2 separate regions of the Oryza sativa genome follow, and region 1 is linked to region 2. The links are chromatin contacts, called in public HiCAR-type maps. All regions are on one chromosome and are shown on one strand. The core of a region is the stretch at or near the end of the contact, and the rest is flanking DNA. Distances in the headings are between cores, read along the strand shown. Region 1 holds the start of LOC9268251 (flavin mononucleotide hydrolase 1, chloroplatic). Region 2 holds the start of LOC4350322.

Region 1 (6,777 bases), core at 1,273-3,772, 190 kb before region 2:
GGAAGTAGAAGAAAAAAAATCACAAAATGGTGACTTGATCTCTGATCAGAGTAGAACAGAATATTCCAATTTCAGCTGAAAAAAATCATAAAGAGAAGGCATCTATTTTTGACTCCCGAAATCAGCCTGAAGTTCACTGACCCTGACTAAAAATTTCACCCCTACTTCCATATGCAGACAAATAACACACTAGACACTATTCCGCCATGGTTTTGGTCGATATGAAGGTGATTTCACTAGCATGGATCCTATTAGGCAAATTTCACTGACTTGGATTCATCTAAGTGGTATCCACATAAAGCGATACTTTACAAGTAGCAGGTTTTTGTCACTGAAAACTACATCCAAGTAAACAAAACCACTTTGGAATAGCATTAGGGGTGTTGTTTGTCCGGTTTGGATGTTTTGGGTGAAAATTGATTTTTAAGTTCAGGTGAAATGGGCTTCTAGCAGAGTTTGAGGGCCAAAAATAGACCTTTTTCCTAAAGACAACACACACCATGCAAAATAATAAGATAAAAAGAAGAATCTTAGTTATCTGTAACGGAACGATATATTAATTACATAGCATTAGAACTTTGACCATATGTAGGTTATAGAGTTCAGTAGCATGTGAATCATCAGGGTGCTTAGCAATCGCCAATAGTCAAACACTCAAACTAGGTAGATGTATTTTAAGATGCATACAAATTTCTATAATTCCCAAACCCATTATTTTTTCTTCCTCCTAACATGTGGACCGTAGTGAAGAAGTCATACACTGTAAGACCAAGTGGATCATACAATGGCATTCATTAATCCTACCCCGGTGCCAGTGCCATCACGAATCACTCTCGGAAACAATTTTCCTGATACAGATTAATTTCAGCATTTTCGTCACTTGTCTATCCTCAAATGCACATAACCTTTTGTGCTTGTTATCTATAGGACAAACATATAAAACTTACTTTCCTTGTTTAAACACCTAAAATGTTGAGCTAGTAAGTGTCCACCAAGTCCAGAAAGCAGTGATCAATGACCTAGTGGAGTAATGAATTTCTCGATACAAGAAATAGGATTACAGGAAGTAAGAACAATGACTAAGATAATGAAGGAACCACATATGTTATTGATGAACTGAAGTCATTTCAAGCGTGGCAAGCACAACTTGGCAACCTTTAATGTCCATTAGCAAAGTAAGTAACTGTCAATAATTAGTGGTATATTTCACAGAAACATAGGCAGCTAGTTGGCCGGGGTTGGCCGGGGCGTGGGTGTGTAGGAGGGCTTTGGTCTCTCCTACTTTGTATTTTTCCTTTATTTTCTTCCCCTTAATGAAATGAAACGCAATTCTCTTGCGTTTTCGAGAAAAATATTTCGCAAAAACAATTCAAAAGTCAAAACTAGGATCCTACTACCGTGGCCAATATCTCACCAATATATGAAAAGTAATAACTCACACCTCATCAATTAGACCCATCTCAAATTCAGACCATGCTGTTGGATGCTTGTTTTCGAGGAGTTCCTTCATTGACATTCTGCAGGCAAATATTGGATATTTATAATCCAGAAAGTAACACAAAATAGATATACAAATCATAGTAAAACATATAGGAGAAGATATTAATTTAAGGGTAAAGTCTAGTTTGGCCCTCAAACTCTTATTGGAATCAAAATTTCACACCAAACTCAAAAAACGGTTGGCTTCACCCCCATATTACAGGTAAACAACGCCCAAAACTCTATTCCATCATGGTTTTGATTGGGATGGTTTCACTGATATAAACCCAAGTATTTATAATGACAAAATGGAATCTGAGAAGAGTTAAAGCAAGAAAAATAAAATAGACTTCACGCTTAAATTAACCGAATCATTGAGGTAATAAGTAATAAAATATTCAACACAGGATTTCTGAAACAGTTTTAGGTACTTGTGTGGTGCTAGTTCATAAACGAATATTGAATTCACAATTGTGCACTTATATATGATTTATTGGGAGTCTGAGCATTCCAGTACCAATGAAACCATTGCAATCCCACAGGGAAATCCAAGCCATTACTACAAAACCACCACATAGCCTAAGCCGGATCCAGACAAAAACGCAAGATCATTAACATTCATAGCCCCTCTAATACGAGCAACAGTAAGCCCCCAAGAACCCCCAAGCAGGCATTCCGTCGAACACCTCAACTGCAAACCCACACCAACACCGATCACAAGGGACGGGAGATGCACTGAACTGGAAGAAGGCCGGTATGTGGTGGTAGAAGGGGTCGCGGACGACGGTGTCCATGACGTCGAACAGCAGCACCGGCAGCTTCCTCGGCGGCCGGGACGCGGACGCCTCCGCCGTCGCCGCTGCAGCGGCAGGGGCCGCGGCGGATGTGGACGCCATGCACGGCGGCCGAAGGGCGGTGGGCTTGGGGATGGAGGAGGCGAGGCAGGGCGCGCGGGGGAGCAAGGAGACCATCAAGGATGGAGACTGGAGAGATGGTGCGGGGCGAGGAGAGGATGATTGCTTCTTGCTGCTAGTATTTTGCTCGCACACAGCCACCACAGGGGCCCGTCTACTGGAGACGAGACGACGGACAGGTGGCGCAATATTTTATTGATTTTGCTATATCTCACCTTTTTTTTCTTATCAAACCGCTCGATTTTCTAACACAAATTTTATTTTCTTTGATAGATACTCCTATATTTTATTTATCAATTTTGCTATATATTTGCTATATATTTGTCGATAAATTTTCTCCTACAAAAATTACACTGTCAATTTTAGAAGAAAATTTATCGATAAATATATAGGTGGTTCCTTATTTATTTATTTCCTCTACACTCGTAATGTGCTGGGGGGGTCGGGCTGGGTCGACCCAAAGTCTGACCCACGATACCCAAGGCGGTGATTTCCGACCCACAAAACATGCATGGACCACTGACCCACGAGCTGTCCATGGGGCGACCGGATTCAGATTGGCCAATCACGCCGTGGAGTGGCAATTCACAAAGCAACGACTAGTACGCACAACAGCCAGATCGTCTAAACAGATCAACAGCAGCACGGATCATCAAACCAAAAAAAATCATACTGGAAGATTAAGCATTTGACATCAGCAGAAATCGAACAGATAGCAGACAGCATCAAACCTAAAATTCATAGATGATTATATTAATCATTTGACATCAGCTGAAATCAAACAAATACGAGAAAACTGCAGAACTGAGGCCCGAGGAACGAGAGATTAACCAAATCGCTTAAACCATATGTAACTATTATGTAAGCAAAGACGAGGAAGCAACTGCTTTTGAATTTAGACATCATGCTATGCCTGAAAAGTGAAATCCATGAGCTACATCTGCATCCAATCCACCGAGAATCCAATATCTTTGATTCTTTTCTAGTTTTAGCATGGACAGAAGAAAGGAACACGCACAGAATTATTAATCATCCATGGCGCCGCTACCTCCGCGCGTCCGCCGGCTGTGGCACCGCCGGTAAGCTCCGTCGGCGGCGGGTCTGCAGGTCTCTCGGCCTTGCGTGTGTCTGCCGCGTCGCCGCTGCCTGTCGTGCAGTAGCTGGCGCCGAGCGAGGAGAAGATGAATGGGCAGGATGCCTGCCAGTAGGGCTCGTCTCGGAGACGGGACAGCGATCGCAGAGCGCCGAGCTCGTGAGGGCGATGGCGGCGGGGGCGGAGCACAGCAAGAATGCAGGATCGGCGGCGGGGGCGGAGATGACCGGCGATTAGTCAAATGCCTACTCAATGGGTCGGCCCACTTATGTTGATTGGGTCAAGGGGACCACGACCTATGTTGACCGGCGAAAAATCATGGGTCGACCCATCTGATTTTTGTCCCATGATTCTTGGGCTAGGTCACTGGGTCAGTGGGTTAACCCGGCCCACCTGCATCCCTAGTTGTCACTCATCCATTTAAACATATACACGTCGACCTAGCTCAGTGAGCATTTTCAAAAAATTGAGCTGATGTACGAAATCATTACTAGTATCAATCCAAAATATTCGTTGATAGCGAGACACCAGTAATGATCCAAATCAATCCAAGATGGCTACCAAGATTGTAAAACACATAAATAATACATAACTAATTCTTAAACTGCATTAGGTGGGGATTTTTTTCCCTAATAAAGATGAAGATGAAGTTAGGACATGTAAAATGATTGATTAAATTTTAATTATTATAAACTTGAAAAATTAATTAACTTGATATTTTAAAACAATTTATATATAGAAAGTTTTCACAGAAAATGTATCGTTTAGCAGCCTGAAAAACATTCTAACAGAAATTGAGGTAAAATCTATATCTTCATCTTTTCATTGATAAACTTTTGATAAAATTTACGAAGGACACTTTTGACAGTGTAACACCTTTCAACCCTGTCCTATTGTATGGAGAAGAAATGCATGTGCTTGCAATGACAACGTTAACTGATGCATGGTAGGAGTACAACCTAACAATCATTTACTTACTCTTTGAATTTTTCTAGATGGTACTTGCTCTTCATTGTGGCCTTGAAAACCAGGTTTCTTTCTCCTGCTGTCACACTCTGATTTGAAATTTATATCAATTAAAAAGTTAATTAAAGATGGGAAATAAAATTTTGTTTAATAAATCATGGCTGAAGTTTTTCTCAACATGTCCTAAAATACTCTTTGGAATTTTGAGAGCTAAGAATCTAATTTTATTAATATAAATTTTATTTCAGTTATTATTTCAACGGAAAAACAAATTAAAATCCTTCTCGTATGTCCGGGCGGAATCCAACCCAAGTCCCATAGTCTTCTCTCCCATCAGCATTAGGTGGAGGTTTTTTTTTCCCTAATGAAGATAAAGATGAAGTTAGGACATGCAAAATGATTGATTAAATTTTAATTATATAAACTTGAAAAACTAACTTACTTGATATTTTAAAACAACTTATATATAGAAAGTTTTCACAAAAAATATATTGTTTAGCAGTTTGAAAAACATTCTAACAGAAATTGAGGTAAAATCTATATCTTAATCTTTTCATTGATAAACTTTTGACAGAATTTGCGAATGGACACTTTTGACAGTGTAACACCCTTCAACCCTGTATGTTGTATGGAGTAGAAATGTGCTTGCAATGACAACGTTAACTGATGCATGGTAGGAGTACAACCTAACAGTCATTTACTTACTCTTTGAATTTTTCTAGATGGTACTTGCTCTTCATTGCGGCCTTGAAAACTAGGTTTCTTTCTCCTCCTGCTGTCACGCTCTGATTTTTTTCCGTAATTTAAATTACTTCATGAAATATTTTTGAAATTTATAATAAAATTAATATCAATTAAGAAGTTAATTAAAGATGGGAAATTAAATTTTCTTTAATAAATCATGCCTGAAGTTTTTCTCAACATTCCCTAAAATACTCTTTGGTTTTGAGAGCTAAGAATTTAATTTTAATAGTATAAAGTTCATTTCAGTGATTATTTCAACGGAAAAACAAATTAAAATCCTTCTCCTCAATCCGTGCGGAATCCAACCCAAGTTCCATCGTCTTCTCTCCCGTCAGCCTTCTCCTTTGACGTGCAAGGCCTGCTTCCTACTCCCTCCTTTGGTCCGGCCTCTCTTTCATTTTCTTTTTCCGCGTCGGCCTAGCTAGTCCAACCCGTTTTCTCTCCCTCCTTCCTCCAGCTAGTCGCCATCTTGTTCCTCCGCGGCCCAACTCTCTGCACAGCCTAGCTCGCTCATGCTAGCCCGCTTGGCATCTCCTCCCCATTGTGCAGCCGACAGGTGGGGGTGGGTCCATCTGTCAAGCCTTTTTCCTTCTCCGGTCGGGAGACCGGCTAACTATTATCACCCCACTCCACTGTGAAATTTGGCCTCCCCACTCGCACACTCGCCTTCAAACTAGGTGGACTCGGTTTCTGAAGCATTTAGATTCCTGGCGTTGATTTTGGTATTTAATGACAAGCGCTAATTGTGGACAGACTATTTTGTTTGAGTGATGTAATATGAGTTAGAACCACATGATGTGTATGCCAAGGATGATTACCATGGATTTAAAATTAATGGCGCAAAACAATGAGGTGAAGGTGATTAATCTAGGTTTTCGTCTTCATCGATCGAGGTGTTGGGTGATCGATTTTGCTAGGTTTTTTTTCTAGCTTTGCCGTACTATCAACAAGGGTAATAGCTATGGTAAAGATATGATCAAAATTTCCACATTAGCACATTTGCATAAGGTCACTTTGTTCAATTCATTTTTATCTATATTCACTATCTACACCCGGTCTGACCGTGGAATAAAGCCGATCTGATCAACATGTCTTGGTCAATCTGCCCAAGCCAGGCCAACCGAGCGCTTGGGGAGCAGGGTGGATGGCCATGGCTTGTGATCTAGAGCCGACGGTGGTCTGACCAGAGCCACCGGTGCCCAGCGGTTTGACCAGCCAACGCCTTTGGTGATGCATTAAATGCACGACAACGACTAGTTTTCTAACTATTGCCTTGGAGGCCGATCTGACTGGCCACCCCTTTGCAATGTGACCTGCAGGCTTCTTAAGTTGGGGTTTTGGCCCCAATGGCTAGTTTTGGTGGTTGGAGGTATAAACACTCCCCCACCAGTAGCAGGTGGTTCTCCTGGCACTCGATTAATTTGCATGCACCCTTTGCATCCACTTTTCATGTATTTGACTGGAAGACACAGGAAGTCGTTTTTGGCGATGAGCGGCGGCGTTGGGAAGATGACTACTTGGACCTCGTCCTACATCCTGGATCCACACAACACTCGGTGCGATCCAGGGTCGAGGATGTTG
Region 2 (6,251 bases), core at 1,771-4,270:
ATTCCTGCCTACTTTTGTTTTCTGATGGAAGATCCTGACAAGTACCAATGTTAAAAGATGGAAGTTGATAACAATTATACAATGTCTGGCATGACAAATGCTTATGATGGGAACTTACTCGAATGAAAACAGCTGTACTAGGTAAGCCCATGGCCCGAAAAACAGACAAGCATTGTGATCCAAAATCATCAATTGGACTGCTCGAATCACAATCGTATAATGAATTTGCTGATAGTACAAATGCTAGCAAATCAGCAACCTATGTAGGAAAGATATAGTTTGCAAGATCCAGATTAGAGGCAAGAAATTTCAACAAAAACAATTATGACAAATTGATTTTGATTGAATGAACCTTTGCCAGTTCCATGCATGATGTAAGATCACCATAAGGTGCTTCAAGTACCTTCAAGAACCATATGAATATAAAAGCAATGTTATCATTCATGTCGTGTGCAGATTCAATGAATGGAAATTAAGAAATTAACAGCAATATATATAAAGAACAACTAAAACATGAGACCAAGTGCTGATACAATGGTTCAAAGACCTATCTATAGTTCAACACATGCACATCAGAGAGATGATACAATGGTCATAATTTTTTGGTGAACGTGAAAATAGAGATATTACTAAATAGTGTGTCCTGCCTACAGGTATGTGTGGTACAACTGTATTTAAATTAAACTAACCGTGGTTCGAAGTTTATATGTAGGAGAAGCAACAGTGGAAGAAGTTGGTTTCTCTTCATCACCAGAAGCAATGGTTAAAAGGTCTTTGGCAAGTGATCTGACATTTGCCGACGAGGAAAGGCCAAAAAGAACCTGCAATAATCATCAGTTACCCCAAGGAAATGTCTATCATCTGACCGTAGGAAACAACAAAAGTGACAATCAAAGTAGGACAACAAGAGCTAAGTTCATAAATACTAACAACGACACGGGGCGCACTCGAAGATCCAACGGAAGAGCGCTTCTCCTTCAGCAAAGCAGCACGTTTCTGATCACGGATCTGCAACCAAGCAAAACCATTACAGTAAACAAGAAAAAACTGATGAGGCTAGAAAAAACAAGAGCTCTTAACAAACCAAAACATAATGCTCAGCGACCATATCAGTATATGTAATCCAAGTTGAGCAGAGATCAAAACAGAGAAAATGAATTAAAGAACAAATAAATTGGATGACAGTTGGAAGACATGCTTTGGAGCCATCATAACTAGGACAAAGGAACATAGTGGCTGCACGGCAATTTGCAATACTTTCCACTTTACTGTCTAGCATGAAAGGAGATGAATCAAAGAAATACAGAAAGAATAACTAACTATATGTTGAATGAATTTACCATAATAATAAAAAAAATAGTACAAAACAATGGTTTCTTCAAGCCAACCAGAAGAAACACTTTCAAGATCTCTGCATCTAGCAAACTATTACTGTAATAACAAATTTTCCAAGAATCTGGATGAATAGAGAATATGCAGAGATCAATCTGCCATCTAACATAAAGAAGGAAGTGATAGTTTTGTTCAAAATAAACATTAGGATACATCACTGATCATACAAAAAGCCCAGCCTTGCTGGATCCCTCCTTGCGTTGCAGGCCACTTCCTGTCTTGTGTCAGTCTAGTTCTGGAAAATTATCATGTTTCTATCTTCACAAATAATCAAGATGCTGTTAAAGTAGATGTTTGCACCATTGGCCTCTGACACCAGCCTATGAGGCTTGCTACCCAACAGTCAACAATGCTTCAGTAGATGAATGGTTGAACATGCTGAAGGACCTTACAACTAACAACACTGAGGACAGTGAACCAGGATAAGCAAAAAAAAAAGTACAAATTCCTGTTTTTACTTTGTAAACTACTTGAGTTCGTGTTGTAATGAAGATATCCATGTCCCTTGTCCACCTATCATAACACAAGAACTAAAATAGCAAAAGCTCATTTCTTGTTAGAAAAGTTTATATGTTGTTACACTCCAGTATAATGAAAATCAACTTCAGATGCAACACACAGGTGCACTGTTGGTCTTCTAAAATTTTATGGGAATGCTATAAGCTGTACAAGCTGAAGGTTGAAGTTCAGCTGTGTAAGCTGAAGTTTGGACGGTCCACTAGCCATCTATTTTTCAGATATCATTTTAGTCTGCACTGTCAAAGATTAATTGCCATTCACTCTGAGACTGAGTATACTGGCTGTCAGATGTGTTCCCTATCATGTCGCAGGTATTATTATTGATTTATTGGAAACATGTCTTATTTCTTGGAGTACTTAACAATTTTAATAAACATTTGTATTAATTGGCTGCTGGTCTTATCAATATGCTTTGTGCTTCACAAAATAAACATCAGAAGAAAAAAAAATAGCTCCATACAGCCACCCGAATCGGAATTAGCCAGCTTTGACATCTACCCAAAAGTCACAATCAGTCAAGCACATACTCTAGCTAATAACCAAGCACAAAAGTAAAGGTGCGATGCACTGCGAGAGCTGAAGCCTCACCGCCTTGCTCCGCTGGACGCGCGCGGCGCGGGCCCCCTTGACGGCGGCGCGGTGGCTGCCCTCCGGCTTCCCGGTCCTGACCTTATCTGCCGAACAACAAAAAGACGCCGCCATCCATCAGCGTAAGGCAACGAAGAAGAGGAATGGGATTGCCGGGGGCGGGAGGAGGACGAGGAGAAGGAGAAGGGGAGACCGCCATGGGCGCCGTACCGATCTTGTGCGCGTGGCGCGACGCCTTGGAGGCGAAGCGTGTCTTGTGCGGCTTGTTCACCTGCGCGCGCGCGCCTCCCATCGCGCGCCGTGTTCGCCGCCGGCGAGGGGGTGTAGAGGGTGGGGGGAAGGGCGGCTACGGCGCTCCCTCCCGCGTGCGGAGCGGCCCGCCGCCAAGCTTACGCACCGATCCCTCGCCGCGGCGGTGGTCGCCGTCGGCTGCTTCGGTCGGCGGCGGCGGCGGTGGCCTGGCTGGAAGTGGGCGCGAACAAAGGGAGGCGGCTGCGCGTGCGCGGATTGCTGGTCGGTACAAGGGGGAGAGAGAGAGAGAGAGGATTTTAGGGTTTAGTGCAACCCGTAGCTTCACTTTGTTTTGGCCCACTTGACGGATTGCTTGATGGGCCAACATTTTGAGGAAGAAAGCCCAACCCACTCTACGTATAACCCAGAAAGAAAACGTATACTTTGACTCCCTCAACTATCTCCCGAGTATGATTCATGTCCTCCGACCACAAAACCGGTATATCGACTCCTCTAACTATTAAAACCGGTGCAAACTATGTCCCTCGGTGATTTTGAAGATGGTTTTAGCTGATGTGGCGCCTATGTGGTGGTCTTAACTGGGTCTTTGTCCTATGTGGCGTTTATATAGCTTTAGAATGTATCTATCTATATCTATATACCAATTATAAAAATTCAAGAAATTCAAGGTGTTTTTGTCTAGAAATTTGTTACGACACATCCGTGTTAGAATCGATTTTAATTAAATATGTTTCCGTATCAGAATTTTGGTTTTATCTGTATTTGGGGGGGGGTTTGCCCCTTGGCGTAAAAGGGGTGAAAAAATGTCCGTAAAAAAAGAAAAAAAAAGAGCGAAAAAGGTCCCCAAAAGAAAAGTCCGATTCCCTGGAAAAAAAAGTCGTTCGTAAAAAAAATTAAAAATGCAAAAATAAGATCCGATTTGTATGCAACGATAAAAAAGTAAAAAAAAAAAGCAAAATACGTAAAAAAAGCGAAAAAAAGGCCGTCGGAAAAAAATAAAGACTGAAAAAAGGCTGTGAAAAAAACTATATCCAAAAAGATAAAAAGGCGAAAAAACAAGAAAAATAATAAGAAAGGCAAAAAATATGCCTTCCAAAAAAGAACATAACATTTCCGTCATAATCTTTACCTATCTATCAATCTATCTATTCTTTCTATTATATACTAAAAATCCATTAAACTTCCTACAAACGCTCCTAAATCGACATGTGGCATCCTATAAACGCTCTCGAGTCGCCACACGTCACTCTATTAAAATAGAGAAATCTGACTGTCGATTTTCCTTTAAATTGGTGGACTCATTAATTTTGATGGACCTTATCGTTAGATTTATCTTAAAAGGAAATCAAAATCTCGATCCATCCGTCCAACGCAAGTATGATCCCTCCGTAGCGTACGTACTATCCATGTATCCATCTGACCTCCTCCGTTTCCCCTTTGTGTGTGTACGCTTTTCTTTCACTTCTCATGCCGGCGGAGAAGAGAAGAAAAAAAAACACGTACACTATTTGACAAAAAGAAAATATGTACGTACCCAGTCACATACGAAAAATATAGAGAAAAAAACACACACACGTACGTACCCCCGGAAAAAGAAAAAAACATAACATGTACTCCCTCCATTTCAGTCTCCATTTCACAATGTAAAACTTTTTAGCATTACCTATATACATATAGATGTTAATAAATCTAAACACATATATATATCTAGATTCATTAACATCTAAATAAATATGAGCAATGCTAGAAAGTCTTACATTATGAAACGGAGGAAGTATACTATTAGACCTGTGTTTTGAAAATAAAAAAACCCAGTTATAAATAGCACTCTCAAAAATTACTCACTCCATACTGTAAAAAAAACTAATATATCAAAATGAGGTTAGTAAATTTATTATGTATTATTTTTTCTTTATTTATATATTATTAGGAATTAAATATCAAATATATTATTTTTACATCGTGTCGTTGTCATTTATCTCCTACTTTAAACCTCGTTCGATCAAAGCTTATTGGGTGAGTTTATTTAGGCACTCAGAATAATGCAAGTCATTAGCACAGGTTTAATTGAGTATTAAATATTAAAAAGCGAAAATAAATTTAGTTGATCTTTCTAAAAAAAACTTTTATATAAAAAGTATTTGCAAAACATGCACCATATAATATACTGTTTAGCAATTTCAGGAAACATGTTTAGCAATTTCGGGAAACATGTTAAATATAAATAAGAGAGTAGCCAATCCGATAAGCACTTTAGAACACAGTCTTAAATTTGTTACTTAGGGTACTAAACATATGTCCTCACTTATCTCCATATATAATTCTATATACAAACCATTGTCCACAAATCGCTAAATAATATTACTTACGAGATATCCATGCACAATGCACCGAACGATAGCTGATATATGAGCACGTGTGTCATCCAGCACCGAAGATAAAGGGTGATACTAAGTGCGCAACCATCAACAAATTATAGGTAAATAGAATATAAAAACAATATACTATAAACAAAGTTGACTACAAGTACATTACACCTATGAGTAATACTATTCCTACACTTCTACAGATACTCCTAAGATGCCACGTGATGCTCTAATAAATTAGAGAGAATCTATGAAAAATTATATAAAAAGGTAAAATATTTATCCATCAGTTTACAATTAAATCAATGATCCATTATTTTCAACCATTAAATTAGATATTCTAAACTAATCCCTATGTGTTAAAAACTATATAGTTCTATGCATATGTACACAACTCCTACGTAAGTATGTACATAAGAGATATAAAAAGAAAAAAAAAAGAGTGTGTGTATATTATCCGTCCCATCTGGTAGTTTTCTCTTTCTTTCCAGCTCTAAGATTTTCCTAAATTGAAGATATATAAATGTAGCAACTACTCCAACTGAGGTGGTAAAACAAGCCATGCCATATGCAACTGCCTTACGCCACCCTTTGCTCCACTCTCTTCCCATCGATTTTCTCGAAAGTATTCTTTTTACTAATAATTTAAAAGACAATCATATGAACTCATATAAATATGTGCATAAGCACACTTAAAGTACACATGGGTACATCCTATCCCTATGTTAGAAAAAATTTTGTCCAAAAAAAAAGAAAAAACAAACGTATGTATGAGAGACTACTATTCCCCCCCCCTAAAAAAAAACGTACACGTAACTACATTATATCTATTTTTTTGTTGTTCTCATCCAAATAGTGTTAACAAATTAGCACAAATTCCAACGTATATTAGACCCTACGTACATGCATAGGTGAATTAGATGTATAATACAAGTAAAAAAATATCAAAACCATATGTGTTAGCAAATGATCATCGCGAGAGCATGTATTTTTTACGTGATCCTCGCCACTGAAGCTATTAGATAGTCGAATGATCAACTGTGCTAATCTTTTTTAAACAATATGCCTTTACTACTAAAATTTAGTACCATTCATTAACATCATAAACACATTATGTCTACTCTATACATAAAT

What was found. HiCAR-type assays count read pairs that join an accessible place to other places.
Region 1: a contact with region 2 is called in a HiCAR-type map of leaf, with 2.4 times the contacts expected there. The contact joins the promoter of LOC9268251 here to the promoter of LOC4350322 in region 2. A contact is called at or near these places in 8 of 15 Hi-C or Micro-C datasets (leaf, leaf mesophyll, panicle and 2 more) and 3 of 4 datasets of contacts at active chromatin or transcription factors (all in leaf).

What each region holds. Positions count from the first base shown.
Region 1 is chr11:11,677,894-11,684,670 of ASM3414082v1, reverse strand. LOC9268251 (flavin mononucleotide hydrolase 1, chloroplatic) reads right to left here and starts at 2,522. Exons shown (of 7, transcript XM_026021349.2): 1 at 2,221-2,522; 2 at 1,442-1,517. The coding sequence starts at 2,450.
Region 2 is chr11:11,489,414-11,495,664 of ASM3414082v1, reverse strand. It overlaps LOC4350322, which reads right to left and starts at 3,020. Exons shown (of 21, transcript XM_015762353.3): 1 at 2,710-3,020; 2 at 2,500-2,585; 3 at 931-1,008; 4 at 690-821; 5 at 353-403; 6 at 119-259; 7 at 1-34. The coding sequence starts at 2,791.